2 separate regions of the Anas platyrhynchos genome follow, and region 2 is linked to region 1. A link is a contact called in public Hi-C data. All regions are on one chromosome and are shown on one strand. Each heading gives the region's core, a stretch centred on a gene start, on an enhancer-like site or on the middle of the called end of the contact. The rest is flanking DNA. Distances are from core to core; before and after follow the strand shown.

Region 1 (5,064 bases), core at 1,310-3,809:
TCGGATCAAACCACTCTGGCAGGGATAGTGCTGAATCATGCGGTACCTTTTTGATCTTATCTTGCTTAGTTGGTTCATGGTGAGGCTCGTATGATCTGCTGGGGCGGCATAGAGAGACCAGGTGTGGGTCAGGGGAAGGAGACCGGGGGCAGGACTGGCAAAAGCACAGGTCGGAATAGTTTTGTGCCGGGAGATAAAATGGGAAGAGATTTTCTCCTGAAAATGTGTTGCTTATTTCTTTCTTTTTTGATTAGGGCCCATTACAAATACATGGCTGTTTAGTCCCAGAAAGCGATTAAAGCAGCCCACGAGGGTTGTGTAACTATTTCCATGGTAATTGCCTCGTGTGAGGAGCATAACCCTTTGAGAGCTGTGCTTTGGCCTTGTGTAAGCTCTGTTTTCTGCTAGAAAAGTGGCTGTTTGGGGAGAATACTGGAGAAAAGGATGGGTTTCTTGGTTGTTGGGGTGGGAGTGTTCCCCTTCCTTGCTGTTTTTTTTTTTTCATTTAGTGTCTCCATTTTTGTTCAGAGGCTTCGGATGCTGGACAGACACAGAAGCTACAAATTCCATCACGGCAACTTTTCTTCCCTTCTTGCACTCGTTTCTGCGCCCTGTCTTCAGCATGGGCGCTCCGTGGGCTGGTTGTTGATGATGAGGAAGAAGAACAGACCACGTGGGGATTGACACCGATGGCCGTAGCCTCAAGACCTGATGGGCTGTAACCAAAGGAAATAAATCTCGAGAGCCTTACACAACGCAAGCCCGCGTGGCTCAGCCGTGTCGCAGTGCTGCGAACAGGCACGTCCTATGGGCGAGTCGCTTGCTGCAGCCTCTCAGATGGAAAAAGCCTTGTCTGTATCGTTTTCTGTCAGCTTAAAGCAAACAAACAAAGCCATAAACCAAACCCTCTGCGGTTCTGAGACCTGCAGAGAGAAGTGGTCTGCTTCAGCAGGGCAGGCGCTGCGCTGCAGGGCAGTGCCACTGGAAGCGGTGATGGGGGAACCCTCATCCTCCCGATACAGAAATGGGTGGAAAAGCTAGAAAGCTACTGCCCCTTCCCTTCCAAATCTCTCGTGTGTTTTTTATTTTTCTCGTTTACGAAAACGGGGCACAGGGGCGCCACTTCTGGTTCAAAGTCTCTCTTGTGTTTTTTTTTTTAATTTTTCTTGTTTATGGAAATGTGACACAAGGGCACCGTTTCTGGCTCAAAGTCCTCTTTGAAATCACGGAAAGTTGATTTTAGAGGAGCGAACGCAGGGGACAGCAGCGGGGGTGTTGCTGCGTAACCTCTGGCTCCCAGCATCTGGGGCCGTAAGCGCGACTGCCGGGGAAACGCTGCGACTTTCCTCAACAAGAGGAAACGCCAGCCTGTCACGACGTGATTCAATAAACCACTGCAAGTTAATAAACCACGGCGCCTCCTAAAATGATGCACGTTGAATCTGCTTCCCAGTCGGTCACGATACACCCTTCACCTCCTGCAGCTGTCAGGCTCCAAGCAGTGCCAGGAAATGGACAGCACCAGCTGCCCTTCCCCGTAGCCCTTTCATCCAAAGGTGAAGACTGTAAAGGTTTATGGCTTTTAGGGGAAAAAAAGAGAAGGAAATGCACTCTCAAAGAGCCTCTGGTGTCTTTTCTGTTGGTCTCCTTCCCCGAGAGACTTTGTGAAATCTCTTCACGATGATTTCTTTCGTGAGCTGGCAGTGTGGCTGTCTCACCTCAATAGCAGGGTCCAAAGTACTCCGAAATATTTCTGACCGCTCCAAAAGCACGCCCCTGCTATAGGATTCTGACGTCATTTTCCAGGTGATGGTTTAAAGACAAACAGTAGAGTGAGCCCATGGCATGCATGGGATTTCAGTGGTAACATTCTCTAAAGTTTTGGAGTTTGGGGGTGTTTTTCCCTTTTCCCTTTCCTTCATACTGGTTTCCTCTCTTCCTATTTCCTATGGTAGCCTCATGTAAATCAATATAGTTACAGTTACACTAAAAATAAATATTTTTTTAAATTTTCTGGCTCATTGCTACCCAGTTAACTGGAAAAAGAAATATATGAGGATAATACAAAATCAATCAGTTGCTTTAAGAGCAGGAATTCTGCCTTCTTTGCCAGCTGTTTATTCACCTTTTTTTCCCCATTAAAGATCCCCTTGGTAGGATCTGAGATCATTTGCACTTTGAGAAGTCCATTTGCTGATTTTCTGGATGCAGCCCCGGGGTTTCCAGGGCACCCAGGTGCCTCGATGGGCTCCCCCAGTGTCTGCAAGGCCTTCAGCACGGGTTGCTGCTACGACTTCTTCCCTCTGCTCAGCTGTTTAGTTCAATGAGACCACAGGATGATATCGCTGGGACTCCTGCCACCTTCTGCTGAGAACAAAAGCAGTGGGGATGCCTGTGTGTCATCAGGTATGTCTCAGATCTTCAAGAAATTAAGGAGAGGGAGAATAACTTGGATGGTTAGCGAACGGAATGACACAGTGAGAGCTGGCCTCTCCTACACCTTCAAAAGATTAGCTCAGCAAAGTGCCTGACCTTCCCGCTGGTAAGGAACATTTCAGCTTCTCATCCTTGTGGCCTTGCAGGCTTTCATGCTGCCCTCCTTTATCTTTCCAGCTAAGGATCTGCTCTGGGTCACAGACTGCCATTTCTTTAACATTCGTCCACAATAATCGCGTTGCCGCCATCGATTAAATTCACCAGATATTTTTCTTCCTGGCCTCCCGCAGCTTTAATCTGAAACTTTCCATTTTCCTGTCCATGGACACCATCGCAGCCTGAACAGAGTCCAACTTTCCACTAATGGACGCAGCAGGCTTTTAAAATAAATCAGGCAGAGGGTGGGGACTGCAGCTCCGGATGCCGCGTACGAAGGAGTCAGCCAGCCCCAGCTCCCTGCACCGCACCAACATCTACCTGCTTATCCATGGGTTTATTCAAATAAGACAAGGTGAACCAAAAGGAAAAAATTAAAAAAAAGAGCACCTTACAGTCCTGGTCTCGTCTTTGTGGGAATTGTAATCTTTACCCACAGAAATACGCCAGCTCCTAGTTGGCTTCCAGTCTGCGCTCCTCACCAGAGAAAGGTGTTTCAGGATGGCTGGGAGGATGCTCCTCCAGGAGAAGGCCTTAAATATTGAGCTCTCAGAAGCCCTCTGGATGCAGCTCTTCAATGATGTGCATCTGAAAGATGTATATTTAAATGGCTTGCTTTTGCTTGAATTGGTCTAGTTTTGGCTAGAAAACTGCTCACACCAGAAGAGAGGTTGCAAAAAAAAACTACTGATGTTTAGAAATGTGCTGGACTTTGTCCATCTGAAATGAGTGCTTTAATGGTTCTTTAAGATGCTTGTGGTCTACAAAGAGCTACGGAGCAGTTAGTTTGTGGGCTGCATCACGGGAGGTCAGGGCATAGAGCTGGAGGTCTGTACCACCAGCTCCCTTTCGGCCTAGAAAGCAGAAGGTAGGTTGCTGGCGGTCGTAGTTCAGCCGTGCTTCAGTACCCTCTTAGGAAGGAGATTGCCTTTTTTAAGAGGAAATGAATGATGATAGTGCGTGGGTAGTCACTGTTTCAGTTCTCCTTTCTTTAGGTGGGCATGTTTTCAACACGCCTCGGTTCTCCCTCTTCCTCTAGGGATGCTCACGTGGACAAATGTGGCGATGGCCCCTTCCACCCCTTCTCTCCAGACCTTTCCCAACGAAAAACCCTGCTCGTGGCAGGTTGATCACACGGAGCTGACTGCCTCGCAGGCTGTGCTCTCACCCACAGAAGTGAGGGGACGTGAGGAAGGTGCCTGGGGTTCAGCCCTTCAGCTGGAGGCATCGCTCTGCAGAGACCCCGCTGGGAAGCGGGGCAGGACGAGGAGGCAGCAGGCTCCCGACGGGTAATCCAGCTTGGATGGCAACAACTCAGTCATTTTTGTCATCCCATTCTGAGTGGGATGAGAGCAGTTTAGAAATAAAAGCCTTTTATCTGGCTTTTTAAAACTTTGTAGATACTGTGTTACTACATTTTTTGTTGTTGTTGACTTTTTTTTTTTTTTTTTTTAATCTTTTTAAACTAAAAATACAGTCGGGCTTCTTTGTTTGCCAGCAGAAAATATCAACAGAAACCACAGACTCCCATTGTTTTCTGCAGATTTGTAACTTTGTGACCCATTCCTTCCTCCCTCGAGCTGTTTCAGACCCACTCAGCCCTGCAGTTTTCCTACATCTGTTCTCGGTGCTTTATCTCCTCTCCCCATCCCAAGCAGCTGCTTCTTCGAGACAACGCTGAGAATCTCCTGAACCAACGAGCAGGATCCGTTCCTGGTAAACCCCTCTGTGATCACACGGGACTTGTCAGTGACTTGTAAATAAACCAGGCTGCGTTTTCTCCCCTTCTGCCTCTTCACCCGCACTCTCTCCCAGTCAACCCCAAACGAAAACCCTCTGGGAAGCAGTGGGGAGCAGGTAAACTCGTGATTCTTGGCTGTGTGTGGTGGGATGGAAGGGCGAGTAGGTTATGGAGTACAAAGGCTGTCTCAGGGATGCAAGTGAATTAAAAATGAGTGCGTTTAAGCCTAATGTCAGTGGATCTGAAGGCCTGGCTTGCCCAGCTTCTCCCTTGATAGCAGCACCCACCGATGACAGTGAAGGCAACACTTCACTGGGCTCGGAGGCTTTTCTTTTAACTCTGAATAATCTCTGCGTGCTGTTTACTGATCCTCTGGGTGGGCGTTTGCTGCCAGTTTATCCACGATGCAATCTGGAGAGCGTGCCAAAGAAGGTAGGAGAGTCAAAGGAATGGGAGAGACACAGAGCAAGGGGCATGGAGAAGCTGGCAGCAACAAGGGCTTCAAGGGAAAGGCGACAGCTTAGTGTGACTGGCAGCTCTCCACACGAGGGAAGAGAGTCGCTTGGGTGTTTTCCTCTCACATTTCATGGTTTTGCTGCTTTAGAGGACTGTTTTCTTCTCGTGTCTCCGCTCTCCTTTTAGCATCTCATCTAACCGATTACCTGAACGTTGTCGAGAATATCCTCTGCTGCTGAGGAGCCGCTGAGCCCATAGCCCCCATGGGGGAAGGT
Region 2 (5,064 bases), core at 976-3,475, 54 kb before region 1:
CCTGGAAAAAAAAAAAAAAAAGAAAAAAAAGTTAAAATCTAGATAGAGCAGAAACTCCCCTTCATGCTACTCAAAACATTTCTAAAGCTGTTTAGCAATTACTGAATATGTAACTCAAGTTAGTTATGATAAAAAACATTGGCAGCATTTTTTATCTTCATTCTTTATCCCACGCTTTAAATGATTTACAGTAGTTCAAATCTGCCTCTGCATTTTTCTCTAGGAAAACACATCTTTGCCCAAATCTCCCAGTTTTAATAAAAAACACCTCAAGAAACATGTAGAGAGATATCAATGTAATATTTTGTATGAAAACTACACTCCACTAAATTAAAAAGCAAAAGTTATTCTTCTCACACGCTTACATCAGTCTTTGTAGATCCAAGTAAGCTTTTCTTATTCTTTCTTAAAGCCTTACAGGCTGAATTTATGGCACAATGCAAACGTATTTGTCTGCTTACTGATTTTCAGAGCTCTTGAACACAAGATCTATGAAATGGAAACGCTTTATCATCTACACAATCATGTCCATTGCATCTGTTACTGTGGCATGTGAGAGATCACTGCTGTCCAGGATGGACCAAACATTTCAGCACAAGAAATCAGATGTCTCTTTTGGGCCAGCTCCTTACAAACCACACAGGATTGCGTTTCATGGACCAAAGTGTTTGCATTTGTCTTGGAGCAGTGGGGACTGTGAGGCCCTTGAGCTCTGACTTTGCCTTTTGAGGCTCAACTTAGCAGGTTAGACGGGCTCATACCATGGGATGGATTTGCCCTTGCTCTACCTGTTAGTTTTCCTTCTCTCTCTCCAATTTAGGCCATGCTCACCACTCCCTTATTTGTGCTGCTTTCTTCAAAAACAGGGTGCACATGTACAGAGAGACCCTGTACTTTGCATTACGTGAGCAAAGTCAAGATGAGAACAGCACAGGTAGGGGATTGCTGATCAGGCAAGAGCACGGCTGACCTGTGATGTGATACAAGAACGCCCAGGACTAGGTAGGACACGTCATCCACTGCTTCTCTGCCTCCCTGGGGTATTTATAGTTTACACGTCACCGCTGTGCATAAGTACTGCTGTAAAATCTAGCTGTTTGCAATTATTTGCTACTTTTTTTTTTTTTTTTCCCTCTAGGTAGGTTCACTAAATGAGTATCTCCCAACAGTGTAAGTTAAGCAATACAGGCTACAGTTTGTGAAATGACTTACCATTAAATATCTCGAGCTGCCGAAGGCAGAGAACACACAGATATCTCATGTTGAGCATTCCCATAATGTATTTTACCATAAAGCTTGTCATTGAACAAACATAACGTTCAAATATTACAGCTAAAATTAAATATAAGGGAAGCAATTTGTGTTTGTTAAGATATGCTATTATTTTTTTTCCAACAAAATGGCTGTTCTCTTAACTGTTTTCTGGAATGTGTGCTGTAACTGCAGATATAAGAAACATTATTCTGCTTTTTTTCTGGTTTACAATAAAAGAAGTCCCAAAAGATCTGTTAGCTTTTCTTTACTGAAAAGTACCCCAAATGATTAATTTTTCACCACATAAATGAGAAGTCTTTTTTTTTTTTTTTTTTTCCTATTTTTACTGGAAAGCCACTTGGATATTTAGAAAACTGGAAAGGAAATTTGTGTTGTAAAGTAGGAGTTTTTTGAATATTTCATGTTTGTCAAATCCTTGAGTTAAATGCACACTAGCAAAAACAGTTTATTTTTTAAAGCAAAAAAAAAAATCTTATCACATATTCCCTAACTACAGATGTTAATTTCTCTTGATGATGCTCTCAGTTTGTCATCACAGTGATGACTAAAAACCAAGCAGGTCAAGAACACAAAACGTAATTCTATCCGTAATATGTTGTTGTTGTTGTTTTCCTCAAAAGTGTTGCTTTTCATTCCACACAGAACACTGAAAGAGAAAATCCCACAGATTACACCTCCATTCAGCTTCAATTTAGCCAAACAAGGGCAAAAAGGTGGGCTGATACGTTTAATAGTAGATTTGTAAGTGTGATGTTTGAAGCTGGAAGAAGTGGGGAGCGGAGCTTGTCAGAAGCGGGGAGTGGAGGCAGATTTTGTCTCTGGGCTGCATCTCTGTGAGCCCAGAGGTGTCACAGAAAGAGTGCATTCCTTAAGTGCAAGGAATGGCAATTACCAAAACGAAAAATTTGTCATAATAAGCTTGCAATTGATGTTAGCGCCGCCCCGCTCATGGCGGCCTCGCCCCCTTCAGGAGGAGGCGCGGCGGGGAGCGGCCGCTGCCCCGCCATGGCCGCCGCGGGCGCCTGGGCCGGTGCCCGATGTACCTGAAGCGGCCGGCGGGCGGGCTGGCTTTTTGCCTCTTCTACCTGGCGTCCTGCTTCACCAACAAGGTGAGCTGCTCCGCAAGGGGAGCCCGGAGTAGACCGGGGAGGCGGCGGAGGCTGAAGCCGGGGCCCCGGGACACGTGGCGGCTGGCGGCCCGGCTCCCGGCCCCTTCGCCTCACGAAATGGGGGGCGAGGGGGTGGTAGCCGGGAACCCCGCTAAGTAGAGGTAGATCGGGGTCCAGAGGTGAAGCAGAGCTCCTAGGAGGAGATGTTGCTCCTACCGAATCTGCTGAAGGAGGGGTGTTGGCTGGGGAAGCAGAAAGGGGCTGCAGCAGCTGCCGGGCTGCCTCCTGTGTTGGAAAAGATGCTTGGCTTAACTCAGAGGAAGCTGGAAGAGCTTTGATGTAGGGCCTCTGTTTTCAAACTTTTGAGTAGGTTTTAACATAATGAGGCTGAAGATAATCAGAATATACACCTTCCATTTTCCCCAGATGACATATAAATGGAAGTGGGGGTATGGACTTGCACAGTTACACCCTCCCGATTTAAAAACCAATTGCTACTTCTGACAAATCTGTGCCTAACACAACCCCTTGTGAGCCAGCGTGCCTTATCTCAGTGTGTATTGATGCCAGTTTCTCAGTAACACGCTGCCACCACCTCTAAAAGTCATTTTGCCAAGTGCTCAGTGCGGTTTTGTCTCTGCTGAAAGCTTTTGGCATCTCGTGTTCATTGACAGCTGCTGCTGGCTCCTGGAGGGAATGGCAGGTCCCTTTCCTTTCTACTGAGGAAGCTCCAGTCGTTCTTCTCCTGTGCACAGATAGCGTCCGTGTTCTTTATCACAGGTAGTTGTTAGATCCTGGTTTATGTATGGAAAGGCCAATGCATTTCTGTCTCATAGATGCATATGTATGTGGGGAAAAAACGTGAACATCCATACGCAGGGACCCTAACAAAGCATGCTAAAGCAAAGACACAAAGCCTACTTCCATATCTGTGCAGTGTATTACATCTCCGATGGGCTTTATGGACTACTTCATGTTTTACACAAAACTGGGTGAGCAGCGTTAGGTACAGATGGATTAATCATCAGGAGAAAATTATCTCAAAGTTAGCGGTCTTAATCCTGCCAAAGCTTGCCTCTGTGGTATGATATGATTTTAATGGACAAGTCCTTGTATCTTTTTGTTCCTGTACGTCCTTTTCCCGTTCAGTGCAAAGTGTGCCGTGTGCTCAGCAAGTAAAAGAGCAACTCGGTAGGCATCCTTCTCTCCAGTGTTCAGTGTGTCTGCTCTGTGCCTCACGAACTTCAGTGTCTACTACCTTCCACAGCGACTGGGGGAACATCAAGCAGTTCTGACACAGGAAAAGAAGTTACAGAGAATGTTCAGACTGTCTCTTATTTTTTTTTTTTATGTTTCTTTATTTCAGTAGGGGCTTCTTGTATTTGTTGCTCTTGTAATTGCTTGTTAACGTTATAGCTCCGTGGATGTTTGACGTCCATTAATTTGGTGTTTGTTTTCCAGTATGTCCTGTCTGTCCTGAAATTTACCTACCCTACCCTTTTTCAAGGGTAAGTACCATTTTAAGAATACAATCGTTTGAAAAATGACTTTAATCGGTAAATGTCCTGCTGTTCCATGCTGAAGCCAACTTGGGTACTTCATGCTGTTACTGGCTGTTGCTGTCCAGAGAACGAACTTCATGAAATCTTGGTAAAACAGACATTAACTTGTCTTGGTTAACTTTTAAACATAATGATGGTAATGTAATTAGGATATATAGACCCCATAATTTTTTGTTTTTCATGGAAGTTTTATGCTTTAGCATAGAAAAGTAGTAATAGTATAGCCCGTCTTCATGGGATATGGCTCTCATGGATAACAGGCAGATTTGGTGTATTCTTTTTTTATTGTGCTAGTGAAAACTGACCTTAAACCCATCTTTAGGCATACACAAATACAGTGCTGCTTATTTTCATGCTTGGCATTTGTTGTAGCTGTGTATTAGCTGTGTAGTCCTTATGATACCTTAATGACAGTAATGAAAAATTTAATGCTTTCCCAAGTATTCATAGACCATCAGTACTGTTAATAATTTGTGAGACAGTTAGTGAAATTCTCTCCTCTTACATTCAAGACTTCTCCCTTTCGTTCTTTTGAGACGCTGGTAAAATCTACAGATGTTGGATATCTTTAATTCCTTTACTGTTCGAAAACATTTTTGCCTGACTTGCAGCTCCAGGGCTGTAATTGACTCTAGGAATAATTCACCTGGCAATCTCCATTTTCTCTGAGTATACTCAGCTCCATACACAATGAATGCTTCCTTCAGTAAACACACAGGCTCCTGGACAAGGCTTTTAGCATATGGGGAAAGGATCTTGTGTAATGTATGTCAAACATGAGTGTGGTAAGTCAACAGTAAGAAACCATATGCCCAATGACAAGGAATTGCTTTATGGTATCTGTGTTACCACAGTTACTTCCTTTTTCCTGTTATTTGGAAATGCATCTGAGATGCATCTCAGTAATTCTGCTTTTTAAAAGTGACCATTCCTTGAAAATTAAGTGACTCGGGTGTGCTTTCATTTAGTGCTCAGGTAGGTGAACAGAGGGGCAAGAGTGTTAGGCCCGCTTCATGTCATTACTGTTTGTGGCTTTTGTTCCCTCTACAATGTAAGAGAATATGACAGTAGTGCTGAGGATAGGAAATTATTACAGGCTTCAAATTCTGTCCTTCAAA

The links. A called contact is a pair of places that touch in the nucleus more often than the background predicts.
Region 2: a Hi-C map of skeletal muscle shows a contact between it and region 1, with 2.5 times the contacts expected there. The contact joins the promoter of TMEM241 here to the enhancer-like site in region 1. A contact is called at or near these places in 2 of 8 Hi-C or Micro-C datasets (liver and skeletal muscle).

Annotation. Positions count from the first base shown.
Region 1 is chr2:54,932,531-54,937,594 of IASCAAS_PekinDuck_T2T, reverse strand. No RefSeq gene overlaps it. Among named protein-coding and RNA genes, the nearest start is that of TMEM241, 54 kb to the left of the region's middle. Within about 2 kb of position 2,559, at least 1 of the 8 cell types and tissues checked has an H3K27ac peak or open chromatin away from gene starts, as enhancers often do.
Region 2 is chr2:54,985,802-54,990,865 of IASCAAS_PekinDuck_T2T, reverse strand. TMEM241 (transmembrane protein 241) reads left to right here and starts at 2,225. Exons shown (of 15, transcript XM_072034791.1): 1 at 2,225-2,384; 2 at 3,846-3,892. The coding sequence starts at 2,313.